2 separate regions of the Mus musculus genome follow, and region 1 is linked to region 2. The links are chromatin contacts, called in public HiChIP or PLAC-seq maps. All regions are on one chromosome and are shown on one strand. The core of a region is the stretch at or near the end of the contact, and the rest is flanking DNA. Distances in the headings are between cores, read along the strand shown.

The links. HiChIP or PLAC-seq counts read pairs in DNA pulled down with a chosen protein or histone mark.
Region 1: a contact with region 2 is called in an H3K4me3 HiChIP or PLAC-seq map of embryonic basal ganglia, with 2.6 times the contacts expected there. The contact joins the promoter of 4930471M09Rik here to the enhancer-like site in region 2. A contact is called at or near these places in 1 of 39 promoter capture datasets (embryonic stem cells), 1 of 15 datasets of contacts at CTCF or cohesin (the NIH/3T3 cell line), 2 of 484 Hi-C or Micro-C datasets (Th2 cells and embryonic fibroblasts) and 14 of 115 datasets of contacts at active chromatin or transcription factors (craniofacial prominence, embryonic basal ganglia, embryonic forebrain and 9 more).

The regions. Positions count from the first base shown.
Region 1 is chr6:91,439,085-91,443,411 of GRCm38.p6, reverse strand. 4930471M09Rik (RIKEN cDNA 4930471M09 gene) reads left to right here and starts at 2,558. Exons shown (of 3, transcript NR_045980.1): 1 at 2,558-3,051. It overlaps 1810044D09Rik (RIKEN cDNA 1810044D09 gene), which reads right to left and starts at 2,425. Exons shown (of 2, transcript NR_038153.1): 1 at 2,254-2,425; 2 at 1,657-1,970.
Region 2 is chr6:91,283,885-91,287,874 of GRCm38.p6, reverse strand. No RefSeq gene overlaps it. Among named protein-coding and RNA genes, the nearest start is that of Fbln2, 73 kb to the right of the region's middle. Within about 2 kb of position 2,709, at least 64 of the 459 cell types and tissues checked have an H3K27ac peak or open chromatin away from gene starts, as enhancers often do. A contact at or near this core is called in embryonic basal ganglia, embryonic forebrain, forebrain and 1 more, where this site is marked.

The DNA.
Region 1 (4,327 bases), core at 1,309-3,808, 160 kb before region 2:
TCTAAACCTACAATCACCACCAGATAACTCCAGGTCAGGCTAGCCTGCTTTTGTCAAGGCTGAGTTCATAAGAATGAGAATTGCAAGGCCCCAGTAGCAGATCTGTGGGATTCCTCTGTAATGCAACCAACTGCCATCCTGTCTACAAAGTAGAATGCATGTGCATGAGTCCTGGGAACTAATGTAGCATAAAGCTTGGGAAAGACTCATCTGGACACTGGAATACTTGTGTTTTCTCTCCTAATGCTGCCCCCTCTGACCATCTGCTTCTCGCGTCTCTTGTTTTTGCTCCATTTTGGGTCCTTCCATCAACCTGGTCATACCAGGACCCCATGGCTAGAACCAACAGCTGCAGTATCTCACAGTGATCAAGAGATGGGTGTTTGAAGCTGATGCCCCACTGATGGTGGCTGGGTGAGGCTGGAAGGGGCTGAGGAATGGAGTGGAGCTGAGAATGGCTTCATGCAGGTGATGATCTCTGATGAGCAGAATCTATAGGGCCCATGTTTTACCTTCCAGGACCTGGTGCTGAGCAGGGAATGAATAAATGAACACAAACTGGGTGAATGAACTGTGAACACACATCTCCTCAGCAGAATGGAGGGGCCCCCACCCAGTCTGAGGCATAGAAACCGAGCCACACAGGGGAAATGTACAGACTCCTCCTAAGAGTCTCTGTAACTTTTATGCTCACACTTGCCTACACTTGTGTTGGGGGAGAAGTGAGGTGGTATGTGTGACTGTGGATTCGACTACAGGGCCTGGCTTATGGGAGGCAAAGCTCTACCACTGGGCTGTATCATTAGCTCTTGAGGGTTTGGGTTTTGTTTGTTTTGAGAAAGCGTCTCACTCTAGCCCAGGCTACATGAAAACTTGTGTCCTTTCTGTCTGTCGGTTCCCAGGGCCTCCTGATGGTCTGCATCACTGACCCCCAGGCTGTGAGGATTGAGAGATGCCCAGGAACTTTAGAAACACACATACCTGACTGTGTCCGATATAATGGTATTTTCCAGGGGTGTCCATTCACATCTCGACATCGTGATTGACAGTATGTACAGATGTGTTGGATAATACTCATAGCTCCTGTTATGCCTGTGGGCCCTGAGTTACAGGCTATATACAACTACTTAGGGTGATATTTCACATGGTGATTGTCAAATGGCAGAACTAGTAAAAGTAGGCCTACTTGTTAAAGTAAGTGACTTGTATGGGTATGTTTTGATCATGGTCCCTTCCTTCTCTCTGCTTTCTGTCCACCTTAAGACAAGTCACTCTGCTCACCAGCCACCACGATGGTTTGCCTCATCACAGGACCAGCCATAAGGGAGCTGGAGCCCTTGGACAGAAACCTGAAGCATGAGTCCAGGTGTGATTGTGGGGATTTTGGGAAGAGGGATAGTGGATGTACATCCAGAGGCAGTGAGGTCCCAGATGCCTCCTCTGTAGTGAGGGGGTCAAGCAGAAGAGCTCTCGAACCTGACAGATTTGTGAGCTGTCCTTGCTCAGCAGTCATGAGCACATCTCTGTGCCAAGAACTGAAGGGATAGCTGGAGCCCTCAGGCCACAGGGACTCAGGACACATGTGACTCCTGACAGTTGACCACTAACGTGGTCTGGCAGCCGCATCATTCCCCAGAAAATGAGTGTAGACAAACATCATCCAAACAGTAGTTTAATGTCCCAGGACCTTCCTGACCCTTTCAGCTGCTTCCTGAGATGAACAGGAATCACAGGGTAGAGGAGACACAGCACACTTCACGGGATACCAAAGACAGAGGAGAGAGGTGTGGATAGTCAACCCATGTGAACTCAAGTTGGTCTGGTGTCCCCTGGGTCTGCTCCCTCCCATGCAAGACAGGGAGCCTATGCGTGTGAAGGAGAAACAGCTGCGGCAGCGGGCGATCGCGGCGATCAGGGAGGCACATTCCCGCAGTGACTGACAGTTTTCTGTTTAGCACAGTCCCTGCGCACTGTAAGAAAGCGGAAGAGATGAGGGATCTGAGGATAGCCTCGGGATTAGTAACAAGCAGCAACCACTAGACCTGGCAGTGGATATGTGAACCCCATCACGTGCTACTGATAAGGAAACTAAACAACACCTGGAGTCAAGCCTCCCGCATCAGGAGGAAGACGAACTCGGGGGTGGGGGTGGGGTGCGGCGGGGAGGAGGCTATTTCTGAAGCCTATGAGAGCTGTTTCTGCCATGGCAGAAATATGCCTGCTCGCTTTCCCTTTCCATTTGATACTTAGTACCATGATGTTCCTTGGAAGTTATTTTTCACACATGTTCATCTATTGGGCAGTGTTCCTTTTCCAGATCTCAGGCAGAAGTCAGTGAAACATCTCAGCGTAAAGAGCCGCGGGAGCAGTCAGCACCGAAGGAGGAAGGGTCGGAAGACGGTTCTCAGGGACCAAGGCAAGGAAAGCGGCTCAAACTGATGACGCTACTGGCCAGCGCCTCAGGATGACGTCATGTAACCGCGCCGTCGCCGCTACTGCACTGGAGGCTCCGCCCAGCTTCTCCATTGCTAGCGCTTCAGTCTAGCAGGAAGGTCCCGTGCAGCTACCTTGGCATTCTAGCTGTCGGTTCATATTCGGGTGGAACTGGCCGTTTGAACACTCTTGAGAACTGTATTCTCATATCCGTAGCCCATCACTTGACTTCTAGGTATTCATTTTTTGAGTCTTTGTATATTCTAGACATTAACCCTGTCCTGTTCAGCTAGCAAGGTACTGCACGGTCCAAACTCGCCCTCCCGGGCGACCAGCTCATAATGACCTCCCGCCCTCAGTCTTATCGCTCATTTTTTTGTGGGGTGAGTGAGCAGGCCCCGTAGCACTAACTCCTGGAACCAGAGTATGTGGAACCACATGAGAGTGAGCTCGAAAACTGTAAAACAGTTGGTTTTACATCTATGATACATCTTTTAGTATGTTTAAGAGCTAATCCCATCCATTTGTAATTTTGATTGTAAACTTTGGATAAGATTTTTTCCAGAAGAAACACTGACATTTGCTTTGTGATTGAGTGAGTGTTCGCTGAGAGAACAGGTATTCAGCACGAACTCCTTTTTTTTTTTTAATCAAACATTTAATATCCTTTAAAATTCTTCAAGATATATCAACAGCCTATTTTATGTATAAAGATAAAGGAGGAAAGCAATGTATGTAATTAATGTGAAATTAAGACAACTTTCCTGAATATATATATACTATCTCAAATCAATAATAAAGATGAGTACTGCTTTTTTGCCTGTTAAGGAAAGTCATCTTATTGAAAAAACAAACAGCTGAAACGAAGTTTTCTCATGACACAAATGGACTAATTATACAGGTCTCAAAAATGTTTTAAAAAGTACCCTAAGAAGAAAATTTTCTCATTGGACTACACAGAAGCCATCATCTGTGGTGGGGGTGTATATGGAGGGATGTGTGGCAGCTGTTAGGGCTGGCAGCCTCTCCTGAAAACATCTAGAGATTTAATCTGACTCCTTTCATAACTTGCCCAGGACTGTGCCACGCCTGAAGGAATATAAACTCCTGTACAGCACTTGTTAAGTCATGGACTCAGTGTGGGTGTCCATCATTGGATGAATGGCAAAACAGCACAAACACACAGACCTAACTCCCCAGGGCACACACCCAACCATTCTCTCAGTCTGATTCTAGTATCCTGTCCCTCATATCTATTCTCTAAGACTGATCCCTAGTTTAAGTCAATTGAGGTCTGTTTTATGGTAGTGGTGCCTCTCCTATCTGGTGAGACTCCTGGTACCTCCCGTGAGTTTGCAGTAGACTCAAAGGTCCTCTCCCTATGCATGACAGGAGCCCCCCACCCCATCCATCCTCACATGCAGATTTGGTTTATAGGTGTTATTGGTTGTGTTTCCCATGATTTCCAAATTGTGAATTGTGCAGCTTCCAAACTGCAAGTCAGATCTAAATGTGAACTTAAAAGAAGTCAAAAATAAATTTGGAAAAAGGGGCTGGGTGTGGAGGTCAGTGGTGTAGTGTTTGTCTAGTGCATAGCGAAGCCCTGGATTCTATTCCTGAAAATAAAAGGGACAAAGAAGGAACTGGGGAGGAAGAAATGGAACCAAGTCACCAACCTTGTGGTCTGCAGCAAAAACAAGGTCCACATGTAGATTTGTAACACTAGCTGTGTACCCCGGAAAGAAGAAAGATCTGGTGCCAGTAATTTAAACTTCCTCCTGAGAATATTAGAAATCAAACAGTAAAGTAATAGAAAGAAACCGAGGAAAATCATTTAAAAACTGGAAACAGAATTTCAACAGCGAAAAAATGGGAATCAATTTTAGGTTCCTAA
Region 2 (3,990 bases), core at 1,460-3,959:
GGCTGTTTTCACTGTAAGTAGCACCTTCACCACAAGGAAAGCAACCCTGGAGAGGGAGGGGGTGTCCAAGCCTCAGGGTGATTATTCCAATCCTGCTGTGGGCATTGCTCAAGGGCTTGAGGGGAGAGAGGAACATACTTCCACAAAATGTACAGCTGGGGTTCACTCCTAGGGAGAAGCGGGCACCCCTCCCCCACTACACCCCTCCCCCACTACACCCCTTGCCCACCATAGGACTACAACCCTCTGGACTCACCCACCCACCACAAACATCAGTGTCCTGGACCTTGAAAGAATTGGCTCCCATGAGAAGTTCTCATAAGCCCCCAAGAGGATGCCCCTCCAAGGACTGGGCACTCGAAGCTCTCTCCTCTCTCACAGCTTAACTCAGGGGCCTTCAGTAACAAGAACAAGGGACAACCTGAGAACCCTCCATCAAGGAAAGGTCCTGCAACCAGGCAGGATAACTGACCTTCAGGAATCAGGTGGGAATCCCAGGCCTGGCTCTGCCAGCCTCTCTGGTCCCCAGTGTCCCTTCTGTCAAATGGACAGTCCCAAAGGATCTTGACCACCTCTTCCCTAATGAATAAATCATTCCTCCTGGAAAGCTTTTGGCGTGAACACCTGAACACGGGGGTCTCTTTCCACTCTCAGCCCCAAGTCACAAATTGTAATTGTCAAGAACTACAATTTAGCGTACTGGGTACCTGGAAGGCATTGCTCATTGAGTCATTTATCTTGCCCCCAAATCCCACATTATGGGTCCATTCTCATTCCTCCTTTTCACTCGGGGAAGCAGACTCAGGGTGGGTGAGTTTTCCACAGCCTTACAGCAAATCTACTAAAGCACTCAGTAATCCGTTCCCGAAGATGAAAATCTGATTGCTCCCATTTCCCAAGAGGAGGCACCGAGGTTCGGAGAGCTGTACCTCGGGTTTGGGGGAGTACAGACCCAAGCGTGAGCACAGAGGAACTGGAAGGGAGCCCTGAGGAGTTCAGCCTGCCTTCTGGAAGAGCCCCCTACTGGGCGTGCCACCTGTCCCTCCTCACAGCTGCGTTCTGCTGCCCTCGTGTGGTCAGAAAGGTTGACGGGGCTTCGAGCCTCTAAAAATTTGCGCGAACAGAACAGACGTGGTCAGAAGGCAAGAGTGTATGGGTAAAGAGAGAGAGCACAGCCCCGCCCTGGAGTCCTTCTCAGTTTCCACTGACTCCCTGTAGGCAAGCCACTTCCTACTCTTTGTCCTAGCAGATCTGTCTAGGACAGTCTTCCCTGACTTTATCTCTTTCCAACAGCGTCCCCCAGCCCTACCCATTAGCCATGATGTGGATGTATTGATTGTCCCTGTGCAGAAGTGAACCTGGCCTAGGTACTTCGCGGTAGAGGCTTGGAATGGGCCCTCTTCATCACCCTACATGCCTCTAGTCAGCGAACTTGAGCTGATTCGGCTGCAGGCCCTCTAATGTGTCAGGCAACAAGCCCCGCACTATAAGCATTCGCCCGCTGCGGGATGCTGTCCACTACAGTCTGCACACCAGTGGGCAGCCTCCGAGGGGCGTAGACTGTATGACGCGGGAGGACAACCGAGAGCACAACGACCAAGGGCGACGGTCTCTGCTGGGAGGAAGAGGGTGGTCTGGCACTGAATTTGCCTCCCAAATCAACCTGGGGGAGCCTCTCATTGTTCTTGTCTCGCCAGGAGGAGAAAAGTTTAGTCTAAATGCCGTCTGGTCCTCACGAGCACCTGCCAGGACACAGTGCTCAGCGACTTGCTTCTCTGTGTCTCCACTGCTGAGGCCCCGCATCGCCCAACCTACTAGTCAACCGTGCTGTGATGGGCAGGAACATGTGTACATCTGGGAGTGATCCAGGTTTCCTGTCGCAACCCGGTGAACCCGCTACTCGCAGCAATCTCATCTCACAAGGCAGGAAAATCAGACACCAAGAAGTCTAGGAACTTGCCTATGTCTCACAGATGGGAAAAGGCAGAACGGAGATCTGAATTCTGCGGGACAGGACAGGGCCGTGGGCTGCAGTGTCTAAGCCCTGCTCTCTACTGAAACCCTTAGCGCACCAGCCCTGCGATCTGGAGCAGAGACCTGCAATCAGCAGGGCTCAGAGTGTGTGATCTCCGGGTAGAAAGTTCTAGGACCTGCGCCTCGGCTTTCCGCGGACCAGCGCCTAGCGCCCCTGCGCCTGGATAGCTTTCTGCCAGAGCCACCGCTCGGACACACGCACTGACGATCCGCGACGCTCGCAGCGCCTCCTGGTGGCGTCCAACATCCTCAGCGGCGGTGGCTTTGGCGCACGCCCTAGCTGCACTGGCCAAAGGCGGCTGGCCACGCTAGGGACTGGCACTCAGCAGCTGAGCTTCGCCACCTGCCGCTGGAGTCCGGGCTCTTCCTGAGAGTCCCGGCATGCCTGCCCCATGGCTCCAAGCCAGGCTGAAAGTCAGAGCCCGGAGTCAACGGCCCGACTTCACCGCGGCCTCCCCGTGAGCAGCTGTCCCGCTCTGGATATGTGGGCCCTGAAGAGGGACCCGGGAGTGTCCACCTGTGGCCACGCTGACTACGCTGCGCACCCGCCAGGCCCACATCCTGCCCCGGTGGGCGCGAGCAGGCAACGGCGCCCACCCTGCTTATCACTGCAGAACGGAGAGCGGGAAATGCCAGGGCCCGGGGCACGGAAAAGGGCGGAGAGCTGGTCCCTAAAGCCACGTGGGTTGGGAATATGCCTCTGGGTCAAGTGCCCAGGGACTTGATCTTCCGGCTACACTGCCCTGTCCTCGAGAGCTTTTCAAACTGGTGACGCAAACATCAATTTGGGGAGGGAAGGGGAGGGGTGTACAGCCAAAATAATGCCCCCCTCCCTGTGCGGCCCCGCCTTAGTCACTGGTCTCTTCACAGCTAGATCTCAGGCTACGGGGGATGGGGAAGCCGGGGGAGGGGGAAGCCGAAGGCAGGCCCAAGTCTAACAAAGGACTGGATGCTCCCTAAGCCCGAGCCAAGACTGTTTCCATGGTAACCCTCTTCAAGGATAAAGGAAAGGCTTGGTTCCCCCAACACGATGCTACTAGCTGTGAGAAGGGGAGCTGAGCCTTAGAACACAGGTAGGGAGACTGAGTTTGGGGAAAGGATAGGGACATGTTGCAAGTTCCCCTACTATCCAAGACACCCAGGTTTCCCACTGAAAGTCCATCATGTTTCCTAGAGCACCTGTTTCCTGAAGCCCCCGCTATTTCACACTGAGGACAGGAACACTATCTGTAAGTGACCAAGCTCTGAGGAAGCTACACTTCTCTAGGGAGAGGAAGAGCACGGTGGTGAGGAGGGTCATCATGGAAGACCTGGTGGCCAGCAAGGGCATGCCTGAGAAAACACATGGGGTAGTGGGGCCTTCTGGAAAAGAGGAAAGGAAAGAGGCCTTCTGAACATCAGGAAGCAATGTCTGGGGCAAAGGGAGTGGTCCCAGGCCAGGCAGCAACTTTAGCCTACCGAGCATCTGGGAGATGTGGCGGCTCCAGGGAACCCTAGGTGGGCAGGGGTAGGTTAGCCCAAGCAGTCAGGCACTGCAGAAAAGGGCTGTATCCACAGAAGCAAGTCTCCTGCAGAGGCACGCTGGGGCATTGGAGGCTAGCAGCAAGAGAGACATGGGGCAGGGATCAGGCCGGAGCAGCTAGGTCTGCACACGAGGATGGTCTGAAATAGAGAAGCTTACGGAGGGATGGGGTCAAGTTCGGGAATGTCCTCAGAGTTCATTCTGCAGAACTCACCAGGGGTGTGAATGTTGGGGAACAGAGGGGGGGAGATCTAGAATGTTCTGGGGTCCAATAGATAGAATATGGGAGTGTGAAAGAGGAGTCATATTTCTAGCCCAAAGCAATGGAGTTGCCAAGGGGCTATCTCTCCTCCCTCCTGTTCCAGCTTGGACTACCCTATGCACACCTTTCTCATTCACCCCTCTCATGGTCACCCAACCCACTGCTGCATTTT